2 separate regions of the Mus musculus genome follow, and region 1 is linked to region 2. A link is a contact called in public Hi-C data. All regions are on one chromosome and are shown on one strand. The core of a region is the stretch at or near the end of the contact, and the rest is flanking DNA. Distances in the headings are between cores, read along the strand shown. Region 1 overlaps Rad51b (RAD51 paralog B). Region 2 overlaps Rad51b (RAD51 paralog B).

Region 1 (3,450 bases), core at 899-3,398, 190 kb before region 2:
AAAATACAGCCAAGTAGGACCTTCCACCTCTAGCCATATTTGATTATCCAATATCCCTTCAAAAATCATGCCCGCTTTTATCCTGAAGATACTGACAGCCAGAGGCTCTTCATGTGCTTGTACTTTATGGCATGAGGGACAAACAGGGACAAGGAACATCCACTGCTCTCTGTGGCTACATGGCATTTTCACCTAAGTAAAACTCCTATTTGAACCCTCGGGAGGCTACAGTTTCTTTACCTAATCAAGGCAATGAGCTTCAGAGTCCACTGGCAGCTAGGAAGCTAGACAGGTATCTGTATTTTACTTAAAAATGATCCTCCTGCCTCAGCCTCCTTGAGTTCTTGGCACCAAAAGCATGCACCATGTTGTCCAGCATATCACTCTTCATTTTGATCTGAAAATGAGTCTAACTGAGCTCTTGATCATTCTGTCTAGTTTCTCAAGGCTCCTCCCTCTACTTGAACCTCAAGTCCAATCCTGGCAGCCCACACATAGTCCAGGCGATCTGAGAAGTCCTCACACGAAATCCCCTGAAGCTTCAAAACTTTCTTGTTGTGCTTTTGGTCTCTGCTGATTTCACAGCTTTGTTTCTGCAACTCAGCCTCCCCTATCAGTACTGCTATAAAGCTTAATAATTATGTCCTGTTTCCTTTTAACAGAGCAGTCTTGGATGCCTTTTGATAAATTATAACTTCTTACACTCCAAACAGGCCTAGATGATTTTACACTGGGTCCAGCCTTCACAGTCCTACACATATCAGAAAAATACTACATCTCTAAATTATGAAAAGTATGGATGAAATATTTTACACAAATTATATACTACCTTTACAAACTAATGTGTAGCCAAATAAAAAGGAGAAGACAAAACCAAAGATACTTCAGATGTCTTCTTGGGGTGAGTTTAACTTGTACAAAAATTTTTGGACAAGATGCACTACAGCTGAATCCATATGAAAGCCATAAAGAACAGGAAATGCATGCATAGTTATGCTATAAATAATTTCAGGAATTTATTTCCAGACAACTTACTCCATTCATATTTTAACCCTGAATTAGAAAACCATCTCCGAGCAAAAGAGGCTCAAATTGCCTAATAATAAGATACCTACTTCAAGTTATCATTTAAATGGTCAGCAAATGCTCACAATTATTTGTTAAACAGAATATGTATAAGAGATATATTATATAGGTTATAACATTTCATAGTTACTGTTGCTCAAAAAGTATTAATGTTTTTAATACTCTTAGAATACAGAGGAAGAAACAAAATTCCTTTAAGCATGTCTTAATTGCCCAAGTCACCCTGCCAGCAGGTGGCAGGACCCGATATTCAAGCCCAAATCTGTCTGGTTTCAAGGCCTGTGTCCTTTCCCACAGGATGGCCTCCTATCGGTTGGAGGAACTCTTATCAGTGCTTTGGAAACTTCCTGAGACATTAGACCTGATGGAATAGCAGAGGAAGCCTTTGAGCATGGCCATGAAGCTCACAAGCGTAGGCTGTTTCGAGTGTGTGATCTTAACTCAACTCTTCTGTTTCTTTGCTTCCTTTTTTTCTCATCCATGAAATGAGTTCAGATAGCTAAGATCTAAAAGTCCTTCCAGCTCTTAATAGTCTGTCATCTATGAGTCCACACATTACACACCATGCAAAACTATAGAATGAGGGGAAAGATAAACAAGAGAAAGTATAATTGGGTGCAAGACACAATATAGCCAAACCAACTGGACAGGCAGACATGAAAGAAGAGAGGCTACGGGCCAATATTCCCAATGACTAAGAAGACATTACAGAATACATTACAAGGAAATGAAATCTATAAGTGAAGATTTTACCAACCACACTAGTCTGTTTCAACTGAGCATCAAGCAATATTTTAACGATTTAAGTAAAATACAAAATACACACAGATATAAGGAAACATTAGAGAAACCCAAGTACAAACATACTCTGAGTTTGTTTTTCACTGAATGAGATTCTGAAAACTTTGTGGAATTCCCCTTAGAAACCAGAGTGGGTTGGAGTTGGCAGGTACAGGGTACAGCGGCTCACTGAGGTTCCAGAAAGGGTGGCAGAGAAGAACAATCCATTGTCCCTGCAAAAGCTCTATTCTTGAACAAAAGACAATGCCTGGCTATGGGAGACAATGACTGTGTGAGGCTTCTGTTTGGTTTTGCCTTCCACACTGAGCTGGCAGACACAGGCCAAGCACAGCAGAACAATTTAAAACGTTCGTGACACTCGGCTTCTCCGCATATTCACTCAAGACTCTTCCGATACATTTCCTGATTCCTGGATTCTCTAAAAGGAGGGGAAGGTGCCTCTTTGCTTAGAGGTCATCAATAAGAGCCAATAGGAGGTACACGCTCCACAGAAGAACCTCACAGGCCAGAGGTCAAAGGCTCCCACAGCAGCTGGGGTTGGACAGGCAACAAATGTCCTAGAGAGTGCAGGGCCTTGGGAGGCCATGAGGCTTGGGATGGACTGTCAAGGCTGAGAAGGGTGAAATTTCTAAACTTGTGAGAGGCCAGCAGATCTGGTTATCGGTCTTAAAGTCTCGAAATAGATAAATATGTTTTACGTGGAAGAAGAAAGGATGATGAACAGTCTGGCAAAAGAAAATAAGACAAACCAAATCTTCCACAGGATGTTCACAGACCATAATGCCAAAGAATGTGCAGGGGGTGGGGGGGAAACTCCCTAAGAGGGAGGGAGAAGGGAAAAAATTAAAGCCATCAGTGCTAACGGTTGCCAAGGAGCAAGAGCACTGTTCAGACCAGCTAGAAACCGGGTAGAAATGGCTGCAGTTCCAGAGTCTGTTACACACCACCAACGCCTGCCACTATCCTCACCAGCCTGTGCCTCCCCTGAAGACTGCAGCTGCACCCTGAAGCCCCCAGAAAGCAGCAGCTGGGACACAGTGACAGCTGGAAGGAAGGGGGTGAGGCAAGGGCTTGGCATAAACAGACGGGTAGCCAAAAGGCACAAGTACGAAGGGAGAGAGACAATTTTCCTGTGTGGTTTGGGCATGTGGTGTGGGAAGCTGAAAATGAGAGCTAGCCAAAGTTTTGGGGCCTTGACGGCCTGAAGGATTTGGCAGGCTTGGCGTTTCTCATGGCAGACGTGCCAGGAAATGAAGCTTTCAGCTGTCTGCTTCAATGTTTTTCTCACTGTCACCGTTTTCATGTTCAATCCCTGGCCCATTTTGTATTTTCGTCTTCTTTGGGGATTAGCACATCAGTGTGGTCAGAATCCACTTGGGTTTCTCAGGGCTGCTCTGTGCATCATTTCCTCACACACCATTATCTGTCAAGCAGGGACTTGGAGTGTGTGAACCCGTGGCATAGCACAAAGAAAACAATAGGAGATGTTTTCTCTGTAAGAGACACTAGAGAGCATTCAGCTGGGCCTGGAATTACAGATGGGCAAGCTAAGTATTTAAGAGG
Region 2 (3,731 bases), core at 1,134-3,633:
TTTCAGAGAGCTCTACTAAAACAACAACAAAAAAAGAGTAGAGTTTTTTTTTCTTACTCAAAAAGATAAACTATCTTAGTGAATTGCAAAACATCAGCCTATAACTGCTGTTTAAAAAGGAAAACAACTTTTAAAAGGTTACTTTTCACATTTTGCAGAGGCTTAGGTCAAGCAACACTGTAAGTTAGTAAAAATAAGTAAGCAACTCATCTTAAATTCCTATTAAGTATCTCTTCAAAAGATTCTTTAAATTTTTCTATTCTACTTGACCAGGAACAATTCAAATATATCATTTTAAGTAGCTATTAAAAACATAAAGATAACAGTTCTCAAGATAAACTCTGTAATATCTGATTTTAATCCAAACTATAAATTTTAGAGTCATGAAAATATGTAGAATGTGTGTGTGTGAACTTTCTCCGACTTCTCGCTTGGCTTTACAAATGAAAGGCTACATGGTGACTCACATAATTTGTATATATTCTTTATGATACAAAGACACGAGATCTTAATTTCTCCAAAACAAATAAGAACCATAAAGTCTCAAGCAAATTTTATGTCAGGTTAAGGAATTTCCTTGTCTGGGTGGGAACATGGCTAAGACTAAAAAGCCTGGAAGAGTGTGGTAACCCATACCTGTAACCCTAGCACTAAGGCAAAAAGCAAGAGGGTCTGGGGGGAGGACGGTCGGGCTGGACAGCAGGATGCTGTCTGGAAGAAATCAAAGCAAGCATAGTAATACCCAATGCTCCTGAGGCTGCAGAACAAGTTCAGCCTCCCACATGTAGCAGAGTGGGGTGTAACTTAATATACATCTCTGTGTTGTCTGCTGTGCATCTCCAACCCTAATAATCACCCCTCAGACTTCCTGATCACAATGCCCACCACAGAAAACCATTCCAAGAGCTCCTTTAAGGTATTCTCTGTGCCATTTCCATTCATGGTTGACCTCTGCCCATTGGAAACAAACCAAAACAGCGCTGAACAGGGTAACCCATGAACAGAGCCTAAAAGATCTAAGTTACAAAACCCACAGGATACACCGTCGCTGCAAAGAAAGTTCGCAGAAACAGACCCAGGCCGCTCTTCGAGTCGTCCCACGTAACAGTAATCTCAGCATGACAGACGTGACACAGAACTCACAGAATGAGTAACCCGTGAGAAGGAATGAAGGAAGGGACGGTGGGAACCGCCAGAAACACTTAAGTCTGTCCCGGGTCATGTTATAAAAGGGGACATAACCAGCAGAGAGGGTGGCTTACGAAAGCAGTTACTTGCCATAGCAATCCAACTTTAGAAGTCAGATGTTTAGTCTTCCCTAAGTATATCATCTGATACTGTAAGGTCATGACCTTAAGAGAAAAGAAGGAAAAGGGACACTTACTGGGATTGAAAACTCCCCTGCCAGGTACTTCAGTAAGGACGCTCCTTTGCCCAAGAACTTGTTCCTTTCTTTGATGTTGCCTTGAAGCTTCGGGTCAAACTCCTTTCTGACCACAGAAGCAATGGAGTCAACAATCACAAGCTTAACTCCTTTCGAAATGATCTCTTCCTCCAAAGACTCAAGCCTGTGAAAGTAGAATTTGTAAAATAACAAACAAGTGTAAGACACGAACTCTTTTTTATTTTTCTTTTCAGAAGGAAAATAGAAGAACACTGTATTAGGGTTTGAGAGAAAAGCCAAAACACAAGTTGGGCAAGCTGTAAATCCTGGCAGCTGCTGGGAGGAGGGAGCCAGTGAAGACTTAGAGTGCAATGGAGGTCTGCAAACATCTGTGAGGGGAAGAGGGCGTTAGAGCAAACAGCCTGGAGGTTGAGAGCAAACACGCTTAGGACTCTGGTTGTTCTCCAGGTCAGAGACAGAGGTGGGGAAAGGACAGCCATGCTTTTGGAGTTAGAACTCAGGAAAGCAGGCAGGCCTAACCCTGAAGATCTGTAAGTCACTTCAAAGACATGACTTTAAAAAGTGAAGGGGCTGGAGAGACAGATGGCTCAACAGTTAGGAACACTTGCTTCTCTTGAAAAGGACCAGGGTTTGGTTTCCAGCATGTACGTGAGGGTTCACGCCCATTGGTAACTCTAGTTCCAGGGGACCCCACCCACTCTTCCAACCTCCAAGGGCACCAGACATATAAGTGGTATACACACAAACATGCAGGCAAATACTCATACTCATAAAATACAAAATAAATAAACCTAAAACAACAACACCACCATGCTGAAAGGGTTAATCAGCTTTAAAATAACAACGAGCCAGCTCTGGTAACAGAGATCTGTAGCCCTCATTAATCAGGAAATTAAAGAAAGAAGTTTGCAAGGTCAAGGCTAAACTGGGCTACAGTGGGAGTTGTTCAAAACCATACTGGATAACATAGTCTGTATGTTATCAAAATAAAAACTTAAAAAAGTGCTGAGAGGAGCTGGAGAGATGGCTCAGTGGATAAGAGCGCTGACTGCTCTTCCAAAGGTCATGAGTTCAATTCCCAGCAACCACAGGGTGGCTCACAACCATCTGTAAAAGGATCTGATGTCCTCTTCTGGGGTGTCTGGAAACAGCTACAGTGTACTCAAATAAATAAAATAAATCTTTTTAAAAAAAAAAAGTGCTGAGATGCAGCTCAGCCCTTGCCTGACACACGAGGCCCTAGGTTCAAGCCCAGTAACACACATGCACTTGCTCATGCACTCATGTGTGTGCACACACACACACATACCACACACACACACACACACACACACACACACACACACAGCGATGGCTGTAAAATTCAGCACACATAACTTAGTTCACCACTCCTATCACATTGCATTCTTCTGGAAATATCAACAGTGTTTTCATGTTGCCCTACAATACTACAAAAGCTGTAATTTTACAGGAAAGCTACTTGTGTAGCCAGTCTAAAACGGCCTCTAAAACAGCCTCCTCTTATTCCCCTATCCTGGTGTGTCCTATCTTTTTATGAATTTCTACATAAATGCCTTCCCATACTACACAAGAGTTGGTCTATGTGACAAGTGCTCATGACAAAATGGTGATGCTCTTATTCCAGACAGTGGGGGTGAAAGACTACACTTTCCTTGTGTAAAGAAAGGACGCCTTCCAATGGTGCACGAGTGAGCTTGGGTACAGGCATACCAGCCCACTGGTCAACAAAACAACAGCTATCCTGGACAACAAGCAAAGCAGGAGAGCCAGCTGAGCCACTTCCAGAAGCTCACTCGCCAGAAAATAAGTATTTGCTGTTCTAAGCTGCCACATTTACAGGTAGTTCACTAACAAAACAACTTATAATTAATAAGCTACTTAGATTCTAAAATATTCACTGATTTTTTTTCCATTTTAAAGAAACATTTCAAAAAAACTACAATGAATGAAGAAGGCACAAATTATTATTTTTTTTAAAGATGTATTTACTTTATGTATATGAATACACTGTAGCTGTCTTCAGACACATCAGAAGAGGACTTCGGATCCCATTACTGATGGTTGTGAGTCACTATGTGGTTGCTGGGAATTGAACTCAGGACCTCTGGAAGAGCAGTCAGTGCTCTAAACCATTGAGCCATCTCTCCAGCCCAAATTATTATTTCTTTAACTCCATTATATAAGAATTATTTTACTAAGAAGCTGAAAACGGGGAGGAGAAAACTTTCAAAGCATTACTAAAATATAAGATGTTTTAGTAATGTGAAACCGCCTACCTTTGTAGAAGCCCCTCACAGGTGAGCTC

The links. A called contact is a pair of places that touch in the nucleus more often than the background predicts.
Region 1: a Hi-C map of uterus shows a contact between it and region 2, with 2.3 times the contacts expected there. The contact joins two enhancer-like sites. A contact is called at or near these places in 8 of 484 Hi-C or Micro-C datasets (differentiating spermatogonia, embryonic fibroblasts, fibroblasts and 5 more) and 3 of 9 other capture datasets (adipose tissue, liver and pancreatic islet).

The regions. Positions count from the first base shown.
Region 1 is chr12:79,511,364-79,514,813 of GRCm38.p6, reverse strand. All of the region lies in intron 7 of Rad51b (RAD51 paralog B), which reads right to left. Among named protein-coding and RNA genes, the nearest start is that of Rad51b, 220 kb to the right of the region's middle. Within about 2 kb of position 2,148, at least 137 of the 459 cell types and tissues checked have an H3K27ac peak or open chromatin away from gene starts, as enhancers often do. A contact at or near this core is called in uterus, where this site is marked.
Region 2 is chr12:79,325,058-79,328,788 of GRCm38.p6, reverse strand. It overlaps Rad51b (RAD51 paralog B), which reads right to left. Exons shown (of 11, transcript NM_009014.3): 6 at 3,703-3,731; 7 at 1,385-1,568. Among named protein-coding and RNA genes, the nearest start is that of Rad51b, 30 kb to the right of the region's middle. Within about 2 kb of position 2,383, at least 10 of the 459 cell types and tissues checked have an H3K27ac peak or open chromatin away from gene starts, as enhancers often do. A contact at or near this core is called in uterus, where this site is marked.